3 separate regions of the Mus musculus genome follow, and regions 2 and 3 are each linked to region 1. The links are chromatin contacts, called in public capture Hi-C and promoter capture Hi-C maps. All regions are on one chromosome and are shown on one strand. The core of a region is the stretch at or near the end of the contact, and the rest is flanking DNA. Distances in the headings are between cores, read along the strand shown. Region 1 holds the start of Atp23 (ATP23 metallopeptidase and ATP synthase assembly factor homolog). Region 2 holds the start of Gdf11 (growth differentiation factor 11). Region 3 holds the start of Dgka (diacylglycerol kinase, alpha).

What was found. Promoter capture Hi-C pulls out the DNA fragments that hold promoters and counts their contacts. Capture Hi-C pulls out chosen DNA fragments and counts their contacts.
Region 2: a contact with region 1 is called in a promoter capture Hi-C map of pre-B cells, with 4 times the contacts expected there. The contact joins the promoter of Gdf11 here to the promoter of Atp23 in region 1. A contact is called at or near these places in 2 of 39 promoter capture datasets (cranial neural crest and pre-B cells).
Region 3: a capture Hi-C map of macrophages shows a contact between it and region 1, with 4 times the contacts expected there. The contact joins the promoter of Dgka here to the promoter of Atp23 in region 1. A contact is called at or near these places in 3 of 39 promoter capture datasets (embryonic stem cells and liver), 1 of 484 Hi-C or Micro-C datasets (B cells), 1 of 115 datasets of contacts at active chromatin or transcription factors (embryonic stem cells) and 3 of 9 other capture datasets (adipose tissue, liver and macrophages).

What each region holds. Positions count from the first base shown.
Region 1 is chr10:126,899,760-126,902,954 of GRCm38.p6, forward strand. Atp23 (ATP23 metallopeptidase and ATP synthase assembly factor homolog) reads right to left here and starts at 1,612. Exons shown (of 6, transcript NM_001159559.1): 1 at 1,343-1,612. The coding sequence starts at 1,529.
Region 2 is chr10:128,890,032-128,893,226 of GRCm38.p6, forward strand. Gdf11 (growth differentiation factor 11) reads right to left here and starts at 1,687. Exons shown (of 3, transcript NM_010272.2): 1 at 1,216-1,687. The coding sequence starts at 1,654.
Region 3 is chr10:128,742,494-128,745,688 of GRCm38.p6, forward strand. It overlaps Dgka (diacylglycerol kinase, alpha), which reads right to left and starts at 1,583. Exons shown (of 24, transcript NM_016811.3): 1 at 1,303-1,583. Gm31504 (predicted gene, 31504) reads left to right here and starts at 2,454. Exons shown (of 2, transcript NR_168573.1): 1 at 2,454-2,702; 2 at 2,848-3,195.

The DNA.
Region 1 (3,195 bases), core at 362-2,861:
CGCCAATTAAATCAAGTCATGACGAAATAGAACATAAATACAAACACTAAAATGGCGCCCCCATGTATCTTTATACCGAAAGTTGGTTTTGCTAAAGTGACTAAACGCTTCGCATTAGGGCCCGTGTTAGGAGAACATGGGCATCCTGGGCCACGGTTAGAAAAACAAACCAGCATAGAACCTAGACTGGAGGAAGGCAGCGCCTACACTGCTCTCTGTGGTAGCACCATGCCTCGCTCTGAGTACCACAGCCCAATGGGACCTGCCCACCAAAGTTCTTCAATGAGGGTTAGCAAGCAGAAATGTGTGAGTCTATGGCCAGTAAGAGAGAAGAACGGTGGCTTAGGGATTGAGCCCAGTGGTAGGGCCTTGCCTGGTAAGCACAAGGTCTTAGGTTCAGTTCTCACCTCTGAGGAGGGAGAGGAAAGGAGGGAGGGAGGAAGGGAGCTAAAAAGATGGCTCAGTGGTTAGTAGCACTTGTTGCTCTCGCTGAGAACCCAGGGTGAGTTCCCCAGCACCTGCATAGTAGCTCACAGTCCTGGACACCAGGAATGCAGAGAGTGCGCAGACACACATGCAGGCGAGACAATCACACACAAAAATAAAGAAATCAAAAAAAAAAAAGCTTTAAAAAGAAGACAGTAAAATCTTTGATCAGTTGATGATTGAATTATGACCAATTCTGCTATAAAATAGTAACTATTTGGAGGGTCGAATACATTTAAATCTTACTTTCCTAAATAAATCTGAGGTAGACAGGCAATCTGCAGATGCAGAGGAGCAAGGCAGTGTCCCGGGACTGGAGATAAATTGCTCAGTGGGAGCCAGTGTGCCTGGGTGACCCGCGGCAATAATAAACCTCTTAGATGTCACAGGCTTCTTAGAGACTATGATGAAGCTAGGAACTCTCCCTAGAAAAATGCACTTAGGTGCATAAACACGAGGGTTTTCAAAAGTTCCTATTCTAGCATTCTCCACAGTTCCTACTGCAGTGACTGAAGGTTAAAGAATCGCCCACCCCACCCCCACCCCAGGGAAGGGGTGCATAGCCAGAAGTAGAGCTGCCTTATTAATGAATGGAGCTCTTTCCAGCTCTCACCTGCACCCTAGAGCCCGTGCCGCTGCAAAACTTACATAAGAAACTGGTGAGTGTGACCCAGGAGGGCAGACTCCCAGCCCAGGCCTTCAGAAGCGCGAGTGGGGCGGAGGCCCACGCCCCCTCCCGCCCACGCAGCCCTAGGGCTGCAGTGCAGTCCGGGATCAGTGGGGGCACGTCCGGGCCCTTCCTCACCCCCCGGGTCCTGTGCCACCCCGACCCCAGCCTCCAGGTCGCGGCTCTTACTGGTATCCAGCGTCTTCTGGAGCATGAGCGGACAACTCTGGTCCCGGGTGAAGAGGCTGGAGAGGAAGCCCTGCTGGGGCTTCCCGTGGGCCGGCGGCTCAGGCGAGCCCTGGCCAGAGTCGGGTCGCTGCAGCAGTGGCTCGCCAGCCGCAGGGCCGAGCTCGCCGCCGCCCGGAGCTCCTGCCATGAGGCCCGCAAGCCTCCTCCTGCCCGCTCGACCTAGGACAGCCGCTTCCGCCGCCGGCGCACGCTCCGCGGGCCAGCACGAAGGAGACGCGGCGTGCAGCTCGTGGGCGGGGCTTGGTAGGCGTGGTCGGTGGGCGGGGCTGATGGGCGGTGCCTCGCGACCGCCGATGCTGGCCACTATATTGCCTTCTGCACCTCAACCATCCTCCCACTCCCTCACCTGCTGTTTCTCTTATTCCCGCTACCCACTCACACCGAATTAAAGGCAGTGTTTTCAGAAACGCTTGGATATTTCAAAGACTGGTTGGTCTCATCAAAATGTGGCTCCTGGGGACCCATTCATCAACCCTCCTCTTGCTCAGAAATAAGATACACACATCTTGGGTCTGGAGAGATGGCTCAGTGGATAAGAGCACTGACTGCTCGTCCAAAGGTCATGAGTTCAATTCCCAGTAACCACATGGTGGCTCACAACCATCTGTAATGGGATCTGATGCCCTCTTGTGTGTCTGGAAACAGCTACAGTGTACTCATATAATAAAATAAATCTTTTAAAAAGAAGGGGGTGGTTGGAAAGATGGCTCAGCGGTTAAGAACACTGACTGCTCTTCCGAAGGTCCTGAGTTCAAATCCCAGCACCCACATCGTGACTCACAACCATCTGTAATTTGACACCCTCTTCTGGTGTTTATGAAGACAGCTACAATGTATTTATATATAAATCTTAAAAAAAAAAAAAAAAGGCTTTTTCCTCAGTTCCCATAATCAGAGTCCACCAGCACACTTACTCAAAATTAATGTTGCCAGATCTGCAGTTTAAGGCACTTTGTCCGTGTTAGTGCTCTCATGACAGACTTCCAGCTTTTACGTAGTGTGTGTGTGTGTGTGTGTGTGTTTCTTTCCTCACTAAATTATTCAGCTCAGCTCACACTGCTAAACACCTGCTCCCACGGGCCAGGCAGGATGGTAGAGTTGGAGAAAACGAGGACAAATGTCCAAGAAAAATAGGCATGCAATGCCTTGTGAACAGCACTTAGGGGTCACGGTGCTCCGTAAACAAGAGTTGAATGGGAAGCAGAAGGCATCACTCGCTTGGAATATTATACAAATATGAGCGCCTGCACTTACAGACTAATAAAGCCATAAGCCAAAGATTAGATTCTTTTTATCAAGGTCCACATATGTACATTATTACCAGTCCTCATGACAACCTTGCAAAATAGTATCAACCCTAATTTGCAGATAGAACTTGCCCAGCTACAGAAGAAGGCTGAAGGTGTTACTCAGTTGAGAGAGCGCTTGCCTGATTGATACACATGAAGTGCTGGGTTCTACGCCCAGCACCACACAAGCAGACAGTGGCAACATGTGCCTGTAACAACAGCCCTGGGGAGGTAAAGACAGGAGGATCAAAGATTCAGTGTGATCCTAAGCTACATAGCAAGGTCAAGGCCAGGCTGGGTGACACAAGACCACTTTCACATCAGACATGGAGATGCAGAGTTTAGAGTTTGCCCAGCTGATTTCCTGTCTTGGTTTGGGGATTACAGTTAAGTGATTAGATGGATCTCAGAAGAGACTTTGAACTTTGGACTTTTACATTGTTGAGACTGCTACAGACTCGGGGGGGGGGGGCTTTTGAAGTTGGACTAAATGTATTTTGCATT
Region 2 (3,195 bases), core at 437-2,936, 2.0 Mb after region 1:
AGAGAGAGAGAGAGAGAGAGAGAGAGAGAGAGAGAGAGAGTTTCCTGACTCTGAGTTTTCTTTACAATCCTAACCAAGTTGGAGTTGAATTCTGCAGAAACTGGGTGGCAAGTGCCAGGCTCTCAACCTTCCAAATGCACACCTGGGTTCCTGTACCTCTACCATGGGGGTGGGCCACTAGGATTTCCCGCAACCCCCAGCTTTTTATGACCCATCTGCCAATAAACCAGCCCCCCCTTCTGTTCAGAGCCATAAAACCAAAGGAGGGGGGGCTTGCCAAACCACTAGGGAATAGAGAAAGCCTGGTTCCCTGGAGTTGGGGGGGGGGGGGACTACAGTCAGTGGGGGAGGGGAAAGGGAGTCACCTGACCCTAGGGAGAGAAGGCAGTGGGGGCGGTAGTATTGGCCTGGATTTTCCAGGCCATAAAATTTCAAAGCCGCTCCTGTCTATCAGAGTGTTCATCCTCCGTTTGGCCAGGGGCTCGGATGCCTGGGTTCTCCCATCCCCCTCATCTAGTTCTTTCTCCCTGGGTCTTCTTTGGCTCCAGCTGTGGGTAGGACAGGGAGTGAGCACGCTAAGATGAGAGTAACCAAATGATACTCGTTAAGTGGCAAGCGCAGTGGAGTTGAGTTATTTGAGCTCTTTCGGTACCAGGAAGGAACAGCTCTTCTAGGTCCTAGGGGATACCCAGTGCGAGATCAGGTGCAGAAAGGAGAGGTGTCAGCTGAGTTGCTGAGACGTACACCGGGTTTGGGTCCTATGCCATGGCCTTAGAGGAACACTTAGTTTTTCCGAAAGCCGGTGGGCGCCTTCCGGAGCACCGGGCAAGGAGTTGATGCTGGTGCCAGAGCAGTGGGAAGATGGCACTGCGGCCCAGCTGAGACTGCACGGGTCACGGAAGCTCCCCACCTAACGCTCCAGAAAAGTCACTGTAGGGTGCCAGTTTCTAGGACTACTTCAACTTGAATCTTTTTCTCACAAGGGATGGAAAGCAATAGCTCACAACCTGCCTGGTTTGGCCCCCCTCCCCCAACGCGCCATCCTCCACCCCCCCACCCTAGAACGGGGCGTGCACTCAACTCCGCTGCCCATCTTCTCCGCTCAAAAAGTTGTGTGGAGTGGCCCGGCTCCCCAATCCGTCAAGTTTTCGCAGAAAGGGCTTCCGGGTCCTTCCCGGACTGCACCGCACCGCGCGCACCCCGCAGCCCACTTACTCTCCTGGGCCATGCTTATGACCGTCTCGGTGGTAGCGTGGTACTCGTCCTCTTCCAAGAAGTCCTCAGGCTGCAGCGCGTCGCCTTGGAAGTCGTGCAGATCCAGGATCTGCTGCAGCGGCGGCGCCTTGGGCAGCAGCTGCTTCACTACCTCCCGGCTGATGTTGGGCGCCTCCTTGAGCCGCAGTTTGCTCAGGATCTGCGACTTGATGCTCTCTAGGCGCAGCTCGCGGCTGTGCTGCCGCCACACGCACACGGGGCAGCCGTCCGGCTCCGGCGGAGCGGACGGGGCCGGCCGGCTCGAGCGCTCCCCCCCGACCCCGGCCGCCGCCGCCGCTGCCGCCGCCGCCGCCGCGGGGCCCTCGGCCGCCTCCCCCCGGGGCCGCAGCTCCAGGGCGAGGAGCAGGAAGCCCAGCAGCAGCGGGGCCGCGAGCACCATGCTGCAGGGGAGGGGAGGACTGGGGGGCGGGGACGCCGGAGTCCCGCGGGGAGGGGGCGGAGGGAAGAGGGAGGAGGAGGGGGTCCGGGCGGCGCGGGATTGGGGGCTGCCCGGCCGAGGGGGGGCCGGGGGCCGGGGGCGGCGGGCGCACGGGCGGGGCGGGCGGGCGGCCGGGGCGGGCAGCTGGGGGGGCCCAAGCCCGGGCCGGGCCCTTTATAGCCCCGGCCCCCGTGTCGTCAGCGGCCGCGATTGGCTGCGGAGCCAACAAAAGAGGTAGCGCTGTCATCCGAGGCGAGAGAGGGAGCCGGAGAGAACCGAGGAAAAGAGAGAGAGAGAGAGAGAGAGAGAGAGAGAGAGAGAGAGAGAGAACACGAGCGAGCACGGGTCCAGAGAAAGATGAAGAGACCGAAAGATGAGGGGGAGGGGGGGAGAGGCCGTGAGGGACCGAGTCAGAGAGATCGGGGACAGACGGAGCGGTGGGTAGGGGTTGGGGGTGGGGGAAGAGGCAGATCCAAAGATACCCAGATAGGAAGGGAAGAGGGAGAGACAAAAGAGAGAAAAGAAGTCACAGAAGGGAGAGACTTAGCTAGAGAGCAAGAGCGAAGACTGAAGACGACCAGAAAAACTAGTGGGACAGTTAAGAGTGGAGAGAGTCAAAGACAAAGGTAGAGCGCAAAGAGGGGTGGCTAACCGAATTCTACGGAGTCGAACAGGAGAGAGCAGGAGAGGTGGGCAAGAGAACGGATGGGTCAGAGGGAGCTGATGGTACCCTGCGCAAGAGGGAGAGGCAGAGACAGGGGATACCTTGGAGGTAGCAACCCCTGAGGAGGCAGGTGCAGAGAAAAGACCAGGGGAGGAAGTAACACACACAAGTCAGCCTTGGTTGGAGCGCAAAGAGACACCCAAGGGGAAGAGGTGGAGATGTGAAGAATAGCCTCAGCTACCAGAGGTAGCCCAGGATGTTTAAAGAACCCATAAAATGGAACATCAGGCTGATTTATCACAGGGATGAAGGCGGTCAGGAGAGGAAGAGGCCAGGGACAAGCTGAGAAGTTGACAAGTACTGAGCCCGGAAGAAAACTATCTAGGAGGCCTGTGATCTTGAGATTGAGGTTTAATAGAACAAAGAGAGTGATCGTGATCGGGCTGGAAAGGGTGGGAGCCATGAGGGGAAGAGCCAGATGAGGGATGAGGTAGGGCTTGAAAGTGGTGCTTGGCGAGGAATCTGGACCCTCTCTCTGGGTTCCTAGCTACGTCTTTGTGTTTGTAAGGTCTTACATGTCTGAGAAAGCTTGAAGTTTTAGGCGTAAGGGTAAGAGCAGGGTCTATACTCAGATGTCTAATGTGGAGATAGCAAACCCCAAGGGGAGCCACTCTGGAATGGGACCAGCCATGGTCTTCAGGTGTGGTCCTAAGCGCAGCCAGACAGCTCAGTACACGAGGAAGACAGTGTACAGGTGTGCTCAGCCACTACTGCTGGTTCCCTCTTCCCAGGTCTCTGTTTCTCTTTTTCCCCCTCTTCCCCTCCCCTAAACCCTTTC
Region 3 (3,195 bases), core at 333-2,832, 1.8 Mb after region 1:
ATACTTATGTCAGGTACAGACATGTAGTAGCATCAAGATGGTGAATTTGCCTCTGAGAAAATGAGGAGGTGGCTGGAAACTATAGAGTTAGGAACATCTGTGGGTTGGGACCCTGGACATAGGGGTTTCTAGGGATCTAGTCAGATGCCCTGACTTCTGTCAGAGAGTATAAATTGGCTGCCCCTGGACCTGACCGAGAGCAAACTACAGGATCCTGGGATCTTAAAGACCTGGAACAAGTCCAAAGTCTTCTAGCTTCATCCCAACCCTGAGGCTATAACCTGGGCTAGTCCAGACAGATGCAGGGCTGGAAGGGTGGTGTCTGTAGTCCTACCCCCAGCTATTTGTGACTCACGCTCCCCCTCCCCCCAACCCCACCCCGGGTTTCCCTCACCTCTACCAACTTAGGGTGAGACCAGAGAAACTGACTTGGAGGGGAGGGAAAGAATCCTACAACATTCTGGGCTTAGGATCCCAGTCAAGACTCTTAGACAACCTGTTCAAATTACGTCCACCAAATCTTGGCGCCTCTCCTTCTTCAGATCTAACTTTAAACACTGAATACTAAAATTGCAGCTATCAAAGAGATAAGGTTTCCACTAACACTTAACGTTTCCTTTCACTTCATTACCCGCTTTCAAATTCATCATTACTCAAGAATTAGCGTGTTTCTAGGACGTTCAGGATGCCCCAGCAAGAGACTTCACAGAGCAGGTACTCCTAGCTTTAGAACCAAGCCTAATGAGCTGGACTAACCACATCAGGCATCCCTTTTTCCCAGGGTTGAGGGTCCGTTCTTTCCTTCCCATCCCTGCTACTAGTCAGAGAGGTTGTTTTTTGTTTTGTTTTTGTCTTGAAGCATCAGAATTCATTAAATCGCCATAAACATCAGGGATAATTGTGTTGCCTGGATAAGGGGGTGGCACACTATGTTCCTGTACGGAGGGTGTCGTAGCTACTAGTACAGGAGGAAGTTACGATGTTGGCATAGTTGGGGGATGTGGGCTTGTATTTTTTGAGGCTGTAGAGATGACCAATAATATTTACTTTTCTGCCTCGGTAGTCAGGTTCATTTCTTATTTAAATCTGAAAAGTGGCTTCCCACCCAGTTTTTCCAGAAAACTCCCCGTGACAGGTGTGGAAAGGATCGGAGGCCAAAGAAGAACCCTTCTTCACCCGTGTGGCACCTTGGGTTTTCAAAAGGCACCTTTCTTCCGAGTTCCCAGGAGCTGAGCTTCCCAGCTCTCCGAGTGAGCAAGAGGGATAAGGGTGGAGGAAAGGTCTGGGGGAAACGCAGCTTACCCCGGTCTTGCGTCTTGCGCAGCGCTACGGCAGTCCCGGAGTCCCAGCGCAAACCCTTCCAGCAGCAGCTTCCAGCTGTCAACGCTTCCTTCTCTGGACGCCGCAGCCCTCACCCAGTCGGTGGGGCGGCCCCTTCCGCTGCCCTTTTGGCCGGGTGCGAGAGTGTGCGAGTGGCACGGGGCTCGCGGGGGCTCTACCTTGACCCAAGAGAGCGCACGGTCAGAGCAGGGGCGCCGGAGCCCGAGCTGGACAGGAGGGGACGGGTTAGGAAGACGCGGCCGCTGCGGGGCCGCCCAGCTCCTGACGACACACTGCCCGCCCCCGACCCAGCCTGCCCTCCTGCCGCGCCCAAGCCCACCGCTGTTGCCAGCTTTCCAACACAATCTGCTCCGGGCCTTCAGAGTATCTCCAGGGCTCTGGTTTGTGCCACTTTCTCCACTCCTACGCTTCTGTCTTCCCATGCCTGGGGCAGCTCTACTTCTATCTTTCTTTTCTAATTAGTCAAAGCCTCTCCCATCATCCCTTCCCAGGAAAGCCAAGGTAGGGGTCAGGGTGCTGATTGGAACCACCCAGCGACTGGTCAGCAATTGGCCGGCCCTCCAATCTCCAAATCATCACTTTGGACGCGCCTGCCCAAGTCAATGATTCCACATTCAGGAGAACCCAGAGAGGCAAGGCCAGAGTTCCACAATTCACACACAACCCTAGACCTAGGTGCATTTCCTTCTCCACATGGCTTCACATTGCTTGACCCTGCCTGAGATAATTGCCCACCTCTCCTCCGAGTTCCTCAGCTCCGCCTCGGACTTGTCTATGCACAGCCTTTTCTCTCAAAATCCATATCCTTTCCTTAAGACTAGGGTGGAGATTTAGGTGCATAAAACAACGTTTGACTGTGTTCACCTTTTCTTCATACCCAACCCTAGCACTTTACCCTCTGGCCTTGGCAGATGGCACAGAAGTCGTTGGGCAAAGGTAGAGTCTGAAGGCAGAGCCTTTCAGTTCCTCCTACCTGTTATTGGAGCTGTCAGGACTCTTGAAGCAGCATGGTTGGTGTGAGGCTGAACGGAAAGGAGACCAATGAGTGGGGATTTACTGGTAGGGACTGGGGACCCAGGCATCCTGCATCCCCCGCCCCGCCCCAAACCCACGACTAACTCCCTCCTACCCTTCTCTGAAGTAGGAGCAGCACAACAAAGCCTTGTGTTCTTGGAATTGTATCCTCTTACAGCTGGGAATAGAAAGGAGTGGGAGAGCAGACTGCTTGTTGGAAATGTGTGTATATATTCGGGTCCAGTGAGGGTCAGAGAGAGAGAGAGAAGAAAAAAAAAGAAGAGAAAGGAAAAGAAAAGAAAAAAAAAAAACCGAAAGAAACAAAAGGCCCTCTAGTGGAAACAGAAGTAAGTAGTCTTCAAGTATTTGGAGACAAAGCTGTTGAAGCAACTCTCTAGAGTAGTGGGGTTTGCTGCTGCTGTTGTTATTTAAACTTTAGATTCAGATCGGGAGTCGGAGAGTGACCTGTCTCTGTTCTGCTGTCCTTTTCAGGTTTGTTCTGGTTTGCTTGCATCCTGACCCTTCACTGCTTTGTTTTTGTTTTCATTTTTCCTCTTCCTCCTCCATCACTGTCACCACCATGCTGCAGATGAGCTTCAGTGCCTGGAACGTGCTTCTCCGGTGCTGCACCACGGATCTATACCGCTACCCCACACCCTTCTTCTTAACAGTATATGCGTCACCGTTAGCAAAGTCTATCTCCCCTTCCTACATCGCCTCCTTACTCACAGTCCAACAAACGATTTTTTTCCTGAGACAAGATTTTAGTATGTACATAGCCTAGGCTGGCAGTGAAATTGCCATCCTGGTTCAACCTCTCAAGAGCTGGGTTTACCGGGT